3 separate regions of the Mus musculus genome follow, and all the other regions are linked to region 3. A link is a contact called in public Hi-C and promoter capture Hi-C data. All regions are on one chromosome and are shown on one strand. The core of a region is the stretch at or near the end of the contact, and the rest is flanking DNA. Distances in the headings are between cores, read along the strand shown. Region 1 holds the start of Vegfb (vascular endothelial growth factor B). Region 2 holds the start of Map4k2 (mitogen-activated protein kinase kinase kinase kinase 2). Region 3 holds the start of Ankrd13d (ankyrin repeat domain 13 family, member D).

What was found. A called contact is a pair of places that touch in the nucleus more often than the background predicts. Capture Hi-C pulls out chosen DNA fragments and counts their contacts.
Region 1: a contact with region 3 is called in a promoter capture Hi-C map of liver, with 5 times the contacts expected there. A contact is called at or near these places in 1 of 39 promoter capture datasets (liver), 1 of 130 datasets of targeted methods (astrocytes) and 1 of 9 other capture datasets (liver).
Region 2: a Hi-C map of B cells shows a contact between it and region 3, with 7 read pairs. A contact is called at or near these places in 1 of 484 Hi-C or Micro-C datasets (B cells), 1 of 130 datasets of targeted methods (double positive thymocytes) and 1 of 9 other capture datasets (liver).

What each region holds. Positions count from the first base shown.
Region 1 is chr19:6,985,927-6,988,951 of GRCm38.p6, reverse strand. Vegfb (vascular endothelial growth factor B) reads left to right here and starts at 1,301. Exons shown (of 7, transcript NM_001185164.1): 1 at 1,301-1,600; 2 at 2,136-2,178; 3 at 2,466-2,662; 4 at 2,858-2,931. The coding sequence starts at 1,541. It overlaps Dnajc4 (DnaJ heat shock protein family (Hsp40) member C4), which reads left to right. Exons shown (of 7, transcript NM_001357001.1): 6 at 677-763; 7 at 844-1,041. The coding sequence ends at 955.
Region 2 is chr19:6,339,627-6,342,714 of GRCm38.p6, reverse strand. It overlaps Map4k2 (mitogen-activated protein kinase kinase kinase kinase 2), which reads right to left and starts at 1,555. Exons shown (of 32, transcript NM_009006.3): 1 at 1,370-1,555; 2 at 1,199-1,256; 3 at 881-971; 4 at 748-812; 5 at 405-460; 6 at 58-105. The coding sequence starts at 1,465. Men1 (multiple endocrine neoplasia 1) reads right to left here. Exons shown (of 10, transcript NM_001168489.1): 10 at 1,821-3,028. The coding sequence ends at 2,543.
Region 3 is chr19:4,281,745-4,284,903 of GRCm38.p6, reverse strand. It overlaps Ankrd13d (ankyrin repeat domain 13 family, member D), which reads left to right and starts at 1,767. Exons shown (of 15, transcript NM_026720.2): 1 at 1,767-2,023; 2 at 2,600-2,735; 3 at 2,862-2,986. The coding sequence starts at 1,934.

The sequences.
Region 1 (3,025 bases), core at 52-2,551, 2.7 Mb before region 3:
TTTTTTTGCAAATTTTTTAAGTTCAGGGTCATCTTTGGTTACATATGGAGTTTGAGGCTAGCCTAGGCTACATTAAACTGTGTCTCAATATAGAAAGAAAGAGGGCCAGGCAGTGGTGGTGCACGCCTTTAATCCCAGCACTTGGGGGGCAAAGGCAGGTGGATTTCTGAGTTCGAGGCCAGCCTGGTCTACAAAGTGAGTTCCAGGACAGCCAAGGCTATACAGAGAAAACCTGTCTCAAAAAACCATAAAAAAAAATAAAAGAAAAGAAAGAAAGAGCGAGGAAGGACAAGTGCCGTATAACAGTGACAGTCCATGGTAGCTGCCAGGACCTCACCATACACTCGAATGCATGCTGTCATACCAGTTTTCTGTGGCATAGAAACCCAAAGGATGGAGCCCATTGTCCGTAGTATCTAGCAATGGAGATTACCTAAATATGCCCCCTTTCTAGTCTTCTGGGAGAGGCAACCTGATTTCAGAGCTGTTTCACCAACCTTCTTCACAGGACAGCCAGTGACTTAGGGTGCCACCTAGTTCTGGGACTTGGGCCACTTGGTGTCTGTTATAGAGAGAGATGTAAAGTTGTGTGAGAGATGCTAGAACCTGGTCAAGGACCAGGGTTTGAGGGACACCAGAGTTCGGAGACTCGGAGTTAACTGCAATTCCTTCACAGGAAGCTGGAGCAGGTGCATCGCAGCTTCATGGATGAAAAGGACCGGATCATTACAGCCATCTACAATGACACTCGGGCCAGGGCCAGGTCTGTCACTGCTCTGACTTTGCTTCCTGCTTCAGCACCACCCTCCAGGATGTCTGTCCTGATCCTGTTTTTCTTTCCAGGGCCAACAGAGCCAGGATTCAGCAGGAGCGCCAGCAGAGGCAGCAGCCTCGGGCAGAACCCTCCCTGCCTCCAGAAAGCTCCAGGATCATGCCCCAGGACACAAGCCCCTGAGAGGCTTAACTAAATGGGACCTTCATTGGTCCTCTCCCTGCTGCCTGTCCAGAACTACACGTGCAATAAACTCATTTTCAGACGCCTGTCCGATTCGGTCCTTCAGGTCACGCATCTCCTCACCCCTCCCCTCGTGAGGCAGCGACCCCCGGAGCTCGGCCTCCAGGGCGGTGTGTCCCCTTTCCCCTGCAGCGGCGGGAGGGGGCGTTTGGAGGGGACCGGCTCCGCCCCCGCCCCGCCTCCGCCCGCGGCCCGGTGGGGAGCGCGTGTTTAGGTCACATGAGCCTCTTGCCCGCCAGCCCCGGCCAGGCCCCCTGCCACCCCCCGCCGTCCCCGTTGCCCGCCGTCCCGGCCACCACCGCCGCCACTACAGGCCGCCTGCCTGTCTTGTTCCTCAGGCCGTCGCTGCGGCGCTGCGTTGCGCTGCCTGCGCCCAGGGCTCGGGAGGGGGCCGCGGAGGAGCCGCCCCCTGCGCCCCGCCCCGGGTCCCCGGGCCCGCGCCATGGGGCTCTGGCTGCCGCCGCCCCCCACGCCGCCGGGCTAGGGCCATGCGGGCGCTCCCGGCGCTCGCCCCCCGCGGGCACCATGAGCCCCCTGCTCCGTCGCCTGCTGCTTGTTGCACTGCTGCAGCTGGCTCGCACCCAGGTACGTGCGTCCGCGACATCCCGCTCGCTAGCTCGCCCGCCCGCCCGCGGTGCCCTCTCAAGGTTGGCGGAAGTGGGGAGGCGCCTGCTACCTCTGTCGAGGGGATCCTCAGTTCAAACCGGGAATATCCCTTAAGAGGTGCCCCTTGGCGAAGGCCCGCTAGTCCTAGCCCATGCCCCTGGGGCCACTCCCCCACCTCACCCCATCCCCTGGGCGGTTGTAGGGCGGAGCTGCCTCCGTGCCCTCCGAACCTCGTTTGTCTCCCACTATCCTGGCTCCTGACCTAAAACAAGCCCAGCGCTAAGGCTTGGGCTTTAGTACCATTCCCAGAGTATGCCTGGTGGGTCTTGGGCCAGGGAAAGTACCAGATGTCTGAGTATACAAGAAAAATTAGAACCAAGGTCTTGGGAACAGAATAAATCTGGAAAGGTGTCAGAAAGGCGCAGAAGCCTGACTCAAGGACGGAGCCCTTACATAGCCACAGGGCCAGCCCTTTTAGAGTGCATCTTGGGCCCAGGTATCTTCTTTCCCACAGGCCCCTGTGTCCCAGTTTGATGGCCCCAGCCACCAGAAGAAAGGTAATAATAGTTAACAATAACTTGCCACCAGCCAGTACTAAGAGGGGTTAGCACTTGCTCTGATTTCATATCCCTTATCTTGCGTGATCCCAACTCCTTTGGGCGATACCATTCCATAGAGGAAGAAACTGAGGCAGAGGGCTTAATCATTTCTTGAGAAACAAGGCAGAGAAAGACAGGTTTAAAAGATGGTTGGGGTGGTGGTGATAGGGTATCAGAGAGGCTACATGCTCAGAGGAGCTTCAGGAGACCTGATAAGAACTTAATCCATCTGGGTCTGCCCACAGTGGTGCCATGGATAGACGTTTATGCACGTGCCACATGCCAGCCCAGGGAGGTGGTGGTGCCTCTGAGCATGGAACTCATGGGCAATGTGGTCAAACAACTAGTGCCCAGCTGTGTGACTGTGCAGCGCTGTGGTGGCTGCTGCCCTGACGATGGCCTGGAATGTGTGCCCACTGGGCAACACCAAGTCCGAATGCAGGTACCAGGGCCTATGGGTCAGGTGTGTTGATGGGACAGTGATGTCCTATGGGCTGGGCCAACCCAGGGAGGGGCGTGCTGGAGGTGGGAATTTCTGGTCATTCTTTCTCTAGCCTATCTAGTATCCCCTTCCTCTGTCTTTTTCTGGCCCTGCCCCCCACCACTCACTGTCTCTTCCTCGTTCTCCTGAGCACAGATCCTCATGATCCAGTACCCGAGCAGTCAGCTGGGGGAGATGTCCCTGGAAGAACACAGCCAATGTGAATGCAGGTGCCAGCCAGGTCCAGGTCACAAAGTGTAGCATGGGGTGGGGGTACCAGGCATGGGCTTGTACCTTACTTAGTAGGGACCAGGTGACTGAGAG
Region 2 (3,088 bases), core at 306-2,805, 2.1 Mb before region 3:
GTCAGGTGCCTGGCGGCTTCCTCCTCATTTGAACCATGCCCTTGGCTGACCCCCTACCTTAATGTCTCGGTGAATTTTCCCCTGAGAATGCAGGTGGTGGAGCCCCTGGAGACAAACAGAAGTCTCTGAGGACAGCTGCTTTGCACTAATTATCTCTTCTGAGCCCCTCCTCAGGACTGGGCCCCCCACCCAAGCTGCTTCCTCCACCCCTCTCCCCAAGCAGGAAGTGAATGAGCCAAGAGGGAAATAGGCTGCTTCCGGCAACAGAACTGGGGGGCCCCCTCCTGCTAGGACCTCCACCCCCTGAGTCAGCCCATCCCAAGGTCCCAATCTCCCACTGGCCAGATGTGTTGGGCCCACACTCCTGAGGATTCCAAAATGGGTGCTGCCTATGAGCCCCATACCTTCAGTGCCTCCCGGCAAACATAGGCAATCTGCCGTTCTTCCAGGGGCCCAGTGGCTGAAACATACAGAATGGGGGCTGAAGAGAAAGAGCCTGAGGGATATGCTGACCCTCCCTACCCACCCTGCAGAGTGGGGAGCAGCAGGCACCACTACAGCAAAGTGATGTTAGCCAAATTTCTTCCAGACTCAGGCTGGGAAACTGAGCCCAGAGGAGGATAGTATTTCTCTCAAGGTCACACAGCCAGTCAGAAGCTAAGAGGAGTCCAAGTGCAGCCAGAAGGATGCCTTCCTACCCCTATGTTGGGATCGGGAAAGGCCATGTCCATGGAGTCTGGATCTCACCGTGGTAAATCTCCTGCAGTGACCCTCCTCCACAGAACTCCATACAGATCCACAATCGGTCATTCCTGGGGAGACAGAGAGCTGGGGTGGCACAATGCAAGGCACAAGAGGGTAAGAGGATAAACAACCTCACCTGAGGTAGCTGCCGATGTAGGCCACGACATTGGGGTGGCGGCATTCACGAAGGATGGTGATTTCCTGCTGAAGAGAGCTGATGTCGTCCCCTGGGGAGCACAAGGCATTATGGGGGGGGGGGGGGAACGAATAGCCTAGACTCTGTCCCTATGTGCAAAATGAGCATAGAGTATTTCTCTCCTTGCCGAGCAGGTGCCAAACCTTAGTTTCTCCTGGGGTCGGCTTCACGGGGGGGTCTAGAAAATGTTAACTCTCTGCCCCCGCCAGCTCACCCGCCCGCCTCCCAGGAGCACAGAGGCCCCACCCGGGCCCACACCTGGGTCTAGCTTGACGATCTTCACCGCGGCCAGTTCGGACGTGACGGTGTCACGGGCCTAGGGGCGAGAAGCGGGGTGAGGAGGGGGCGGGGCCGGGGTTCCCGCGGCGGGACGTGAAGATGCACCCTCCTCCTGCGCTCCCGCCCGTCCCGCAGCCCCGCTCAGCGCACCTTGTAAACGTCGCCATAGGTCCCGGCCCCCACACGCTGTAGCAGCTCGAAGCGGTCCCGCGGATCCTGCAGCGACACGTCCCGCAACAGCGCCATGGCCCGGCGCCGGACCCGCCGGCGGGCGCAAGCTGCGGAGCCGGCGCGGAGCGGCGCGGGGTGGGGCGGGGCGAAGCGAGCGGGCAGGCAGGGGCAGCGCCGAGACTCGGAGGCCGTAGGGGCGGGGCCAGCCCGGGGCGGGGCCAGCCCGGGGCTGCCCCGCCGCCCGCCTGGCCGAGAGGAGGCGCCCTGGTTGCGCGGGGAAGTCCCAGAAGCAGGGGCGGAGCTTAGGTACCCCTCCCAATTCTCGCCGCGCTACAGGTGCAGAGCATAAAGTTCAAAATCCTAAAACAGCAAAAGCAGATATCCACTCCCGCCCCATCCCCGATTTCTCAGATGAAACACATACATACATCTCTCTTTTTTCTTAACAAAATGCATTTATCTTTCTTGGAACTGAAAAATAAATCTATGTACAAAACAGGAAGAGGCTGGCCCTCCCCCACCCCGTGCAGATTTCCTCCTGGGACCTCAGGGAGGTTCCCAGAGGGCTGGAAGAGGTCCTGCTCTGTTCTTGCGCCAGTTTGGTCAGGAAGGGGGCGAGGCTCAGTATTCACAGATAAGAGTCGGAGCTTCATGTCCTGTACTCAGGGGCTAGGGAGACGAGGAAGATTTCCAAATTCGGGCAGCAATATGTAAGTTCTTTGGGGTAAGGGATTTGGATTCCCAAAGGATGGAACTCTATATAAAGTGCGGAAATCTACCCCTAGGGACTGAATGGTCCTTGGTTTCCAGGTAGCAACTGTGCTCTGGGGCTAAGGTCAATCTAGCCCCCAAGTGGGAGGAATGCCCTACTGTTCAGGCGTGACTTGGGCTCCTGTCATGGTCCACTGAATTTCGGGGGATTGGACCTACAATGAGGTTCCAATTGGCCGGCTGGTGGGGATGACACCTACATTCTAAGAACTGAGCCAGGGCTCTGGGGCCTGAAGAGGGGCTAAATGAAGGCTCCTAGTCACTGCAGGACAGCTCTGGGTCCCCTAGGACTGAGGGCGGAGTCTAGGCTTGAATTAGAGGATGAGGGTGAAGCCTGCTGGGAGTGAGGGCAGGCCTGGGGCCTTGCCACAGAATCAGAGTTCAGAGGCCCTTGCGCTGCCGCTTTAGGAAAGAGAGTGTGTAGTCGCTGGGTGTGGACACTTTCTGTTTCTTCATCTGCACTTGCGACTGTGCCGTGAGTTGCAGCTTGATGGCGCTCGAGTTGATCTTGGTGGCCACCAGTAGCTCCTTCATGCCTTTCATCTTCTCACTCTGGAAAGTGAGCACTGGGCCCTCTGGGGGTGGCGATGCTGCAGGTGCTGGAGCCTGAGCAGCATTGCCGACTTCCTGGCCACCGCGGGTAGTACCTGGGACAGTCCCTGACGTTTTCCTAGGTGGTCCCGACCCTGCACTTTGTCCTGAGCCCGGGCCCTTGTCCAATGCAGGCTTCTTGGGTGGTGGTGGCTCCTCAGGCTTGGACTCTCTTCGGGGACCACGCCGACGGCCTTCTCGGGCTTCATCCCCCCATGGTTCTTCAGCCTCGGCCGCCTCTGCTTCCCGGCTAACTATGTGCACCTTCTGCCGCACCTGAGCAAAAGCGCAAGCCAAGTGAAAGGCTGAGGATCATCCGTGGGACCTCTAGGCTCA
Region 3 (3,159 bases), core at 518-3,017:
AACATGGCAGAGCACACATTTAATCCCAGCACTTTTGTGAGTTTGGGTCTAGTCTGGTCCTCAGAGAGAGAGTTCCTGGACAGTCTGGGCTAGTTAGTGAGACCCTGTCTCAAAAGACAAAACAACAAAAAAGAGGTGATGATAGCTCAGAGCACAGCTGGCCTGGAAGGAAGAGAGAAAGGCGTTTGGACTTGGCTTCTGACACCCTAATATGGCAGCATGGAATACCTAAGACCAGAGGTGTCCTGGAAGTGATATCAGATGGGAGTGGACAAGCTGTCAGCTAGGAGAGGGAGGTCCATGTGGAAAGAAGGGTCGATGTCAGAGCAGTAAAGACTGGCGGAGAGATGCTCAAGACTGCAGCAAGTCCTAGGCCGTCCAGGGCCAGGGTGACGATGCTGAGGAGGAAGTCTCTGACAGAAGCAGAGACCAGCAGGACCTAACTGCAGAGCTCTGGACCTTTAGAAGCTCAGGGCCTTGAGTTCCTCCCAAAGTCCAGACATCGTAGATGACCTGACCACAGCACACACGGTGGGTAGCCTAGATCCCGGACTGCTATAAACCACCCGATCGCAGGGAGAAAGGTGGCAATCAGGCTGAAGAGATGAGGACATCCTTGGGCAGGAAGGGAACCTCAGTTAGATGGCCTTTCTCCATCACACTAAGTTTAACAGATAGGGAGGTGGAGCCATCCGATGAAGGTGTTTGCTGCCAAACCTGACAACCTGAGTTAAAGGATGGGAGAGAACCAACTCTCAAAAGTTGGTTTTTCACCTCCACACTCATGAGCACCCCCACACAAAAATGAATGTAAGATTTAAAAATAGAGAAACAGACCAGAGTCAGTTTTGGAAAGTCTGGTTTACCCCCTCGCCACCCAGCAAGACCAGGATCAGAGAACCCATGGTAGGACTGAAGATAACCAAGGGTCCCAACTAAGCTGGCTGGCTGCTTGAACCCTAGATCCTGTGTGAGTGGAAGTGCCAGCCTTGTTTCGAAATTCTCCTTCCTTCCCTGTTGGCAGTAAAATGCAGCCTCTGCAAAATGGACTCCTGTGGTGGTAGCGTGCACCCTGGCCGATCACCCAGCCAGGAAGCTGAGCTTATGTCCCCCAACCCCAACAATATTCCTGTTCCTGATTCCTTGCTGTCTTCCAGGCATCAAGGCCAGACAGATCCTCGGGAAAGAAAGCTTTGACTGGTCAGCATTAGGGGTTGCTGCGGGGTGCCCATCTCCAGAAGCTAAGCGCCTGTGCTGGCAGGGATGAGGTCAAGATTTCCCATCCCACCCGCCTATAAAAGACAAGTCGGTGCTGATGGAACTCAGGAGTGGGCTAGACAGAAGGACACATTGTCAGCGGGGGTGGGGGGGGGTGGGGGCGGGGGGGGCTGCAAGAACAACAGACCCTGGCCCAATCCCAGTGCCACCGAGCCTACCCCACTCCCCTTCCGTTCCCTCCTCCCTCACCTTTCTGACCACTAAGAGATTTGCCCAGGGCCTGGGGCGCCCCCTGCGGGCACGGGTGGAGCTGCAGCTATGCCCCGCCCTCCGGAACAACCCCACCGACCATGGCGCTTCAAAATGAAGTTCCGGCTGTTCCTGGGGCGCATGTGGTTGCCCTGGAGACTGGACAGCACCCCACACACACTCCGCCCGCCCCCAGCGCGCAGGCCTGCAGTGGTTGCCGTAGCTACGGGAGGCGAGGGTGTGCGAAGCCCGACGCCACGCCCTAACTCCATGTAGCCCCGCCCCCAGATCCCCGCCCCGCCCTCCCTGCCGCCTTCGCTCTTGCTGCGGCGGCTTCTAGCAGGGGTCCGCGGGGCTGCAGCGGGTGCGGCTGAGGTGCGGCTCAGAGCGGAGGAGCAGGGGACGTGCCAGGCGCAGGCCAAGAAGGGCTGGGCCTTTCGCTCGGGATGCGGTGCTGAAGCCCAGCATGGCCGGCCTGGGCCCCACCTTCCCGCTGCACCGGCTAGTCTGGGCGAACCGGCACCGCGAACTGGAGGCCGCACTGCACAGCCGCAAGGTGAGGCCCTGAAGGGGATCCGATTCGGTTGGTTTCCTCCCCAAGCCCCGGTGCCAAAGTACGGAATCTACTCCGCAGCTCACCGCCCCTGCTGTGCTCCGCAGCTGCATCCTGACTCCTTAGGTCCAGCTCTTTCCAAATCCCTGGTCACCTGCCCTCGAGCTTGAGCATTTGTTTAGCGCATCTCCCTTGGTTGGGCCTTGCTCTGCTATCTGCCCCCTTCGTATTGCGTTAAGCTCAGGATTCACCCTCATCACCTCTGAGCTAGAATGAGGACAAGAACCGTGTTCTAGCCCTCAAGCTGGTCTAAACTCTCAGCATCCCTAGCCTGAATCTGTCTTGCTAGACTCCACCACCAGGCCCTCAACTCTGGATAGCAGAGGGCAGAAGAAATGAGCAGTTCCTTCCCACTGGCCCTTACTGTCCCCTTTACCCCGACACTTTCCAGTCCACATAGGCCACACTCTTATCTTCTCACTGACCTGGTTACCCATAGTAACTCCAGCCCTTTTCAATCCAGTGACCTCCTTGCTTTGGCCCTCTCTTGCCTTGTATTGAGTGACCCATCTCCCTTAGCACGACATTGAGCAGGAGGACCCCCAAGGGCGAACCCCCCTGGAGCTTGCTGTGACCTTGGGGAACTTGGAGTCTGTGAGAGTCCTCCTCCGACATAATGCCAACGTGGGCAAAGAGAGCCACCAGGGCTGGGCAGGTACTGTGCAGGGCAGAGGGTCCTCCCTTGAGACTAGCTTCCAGGTTGGTGAATGGGGGGCAGGGGGAGTAAGTAACCGTGCCTGGGGGCGCTAAGAGGGCTACCCCAGCAGTTGCTCATCTCCAGTCCTGCAGGAGGCAGTCAGCACTGGAGACCCTGAGATGGTACAGTTGGTACTCCAGTATCGGGACTTCCAGAGGGCCACACAGAGGTTGGCTGGCATTCCAGAACTGCTCAACAAACTCCGTCAGGTATTACCATAGAGTAAAGAAGTGGGGTATAACAGGCGCTCCGTCTTCCTGTGATAAGCCTGGCCTTGGAGGAGTATCTAGGTTGTGCGAGACGCTTTCCCACCATCTGTGTCTCAACCTCTGCCAAGGGTCATGTAAGAAATATGGGATCCCAGGCCCATGCAGATGAGACT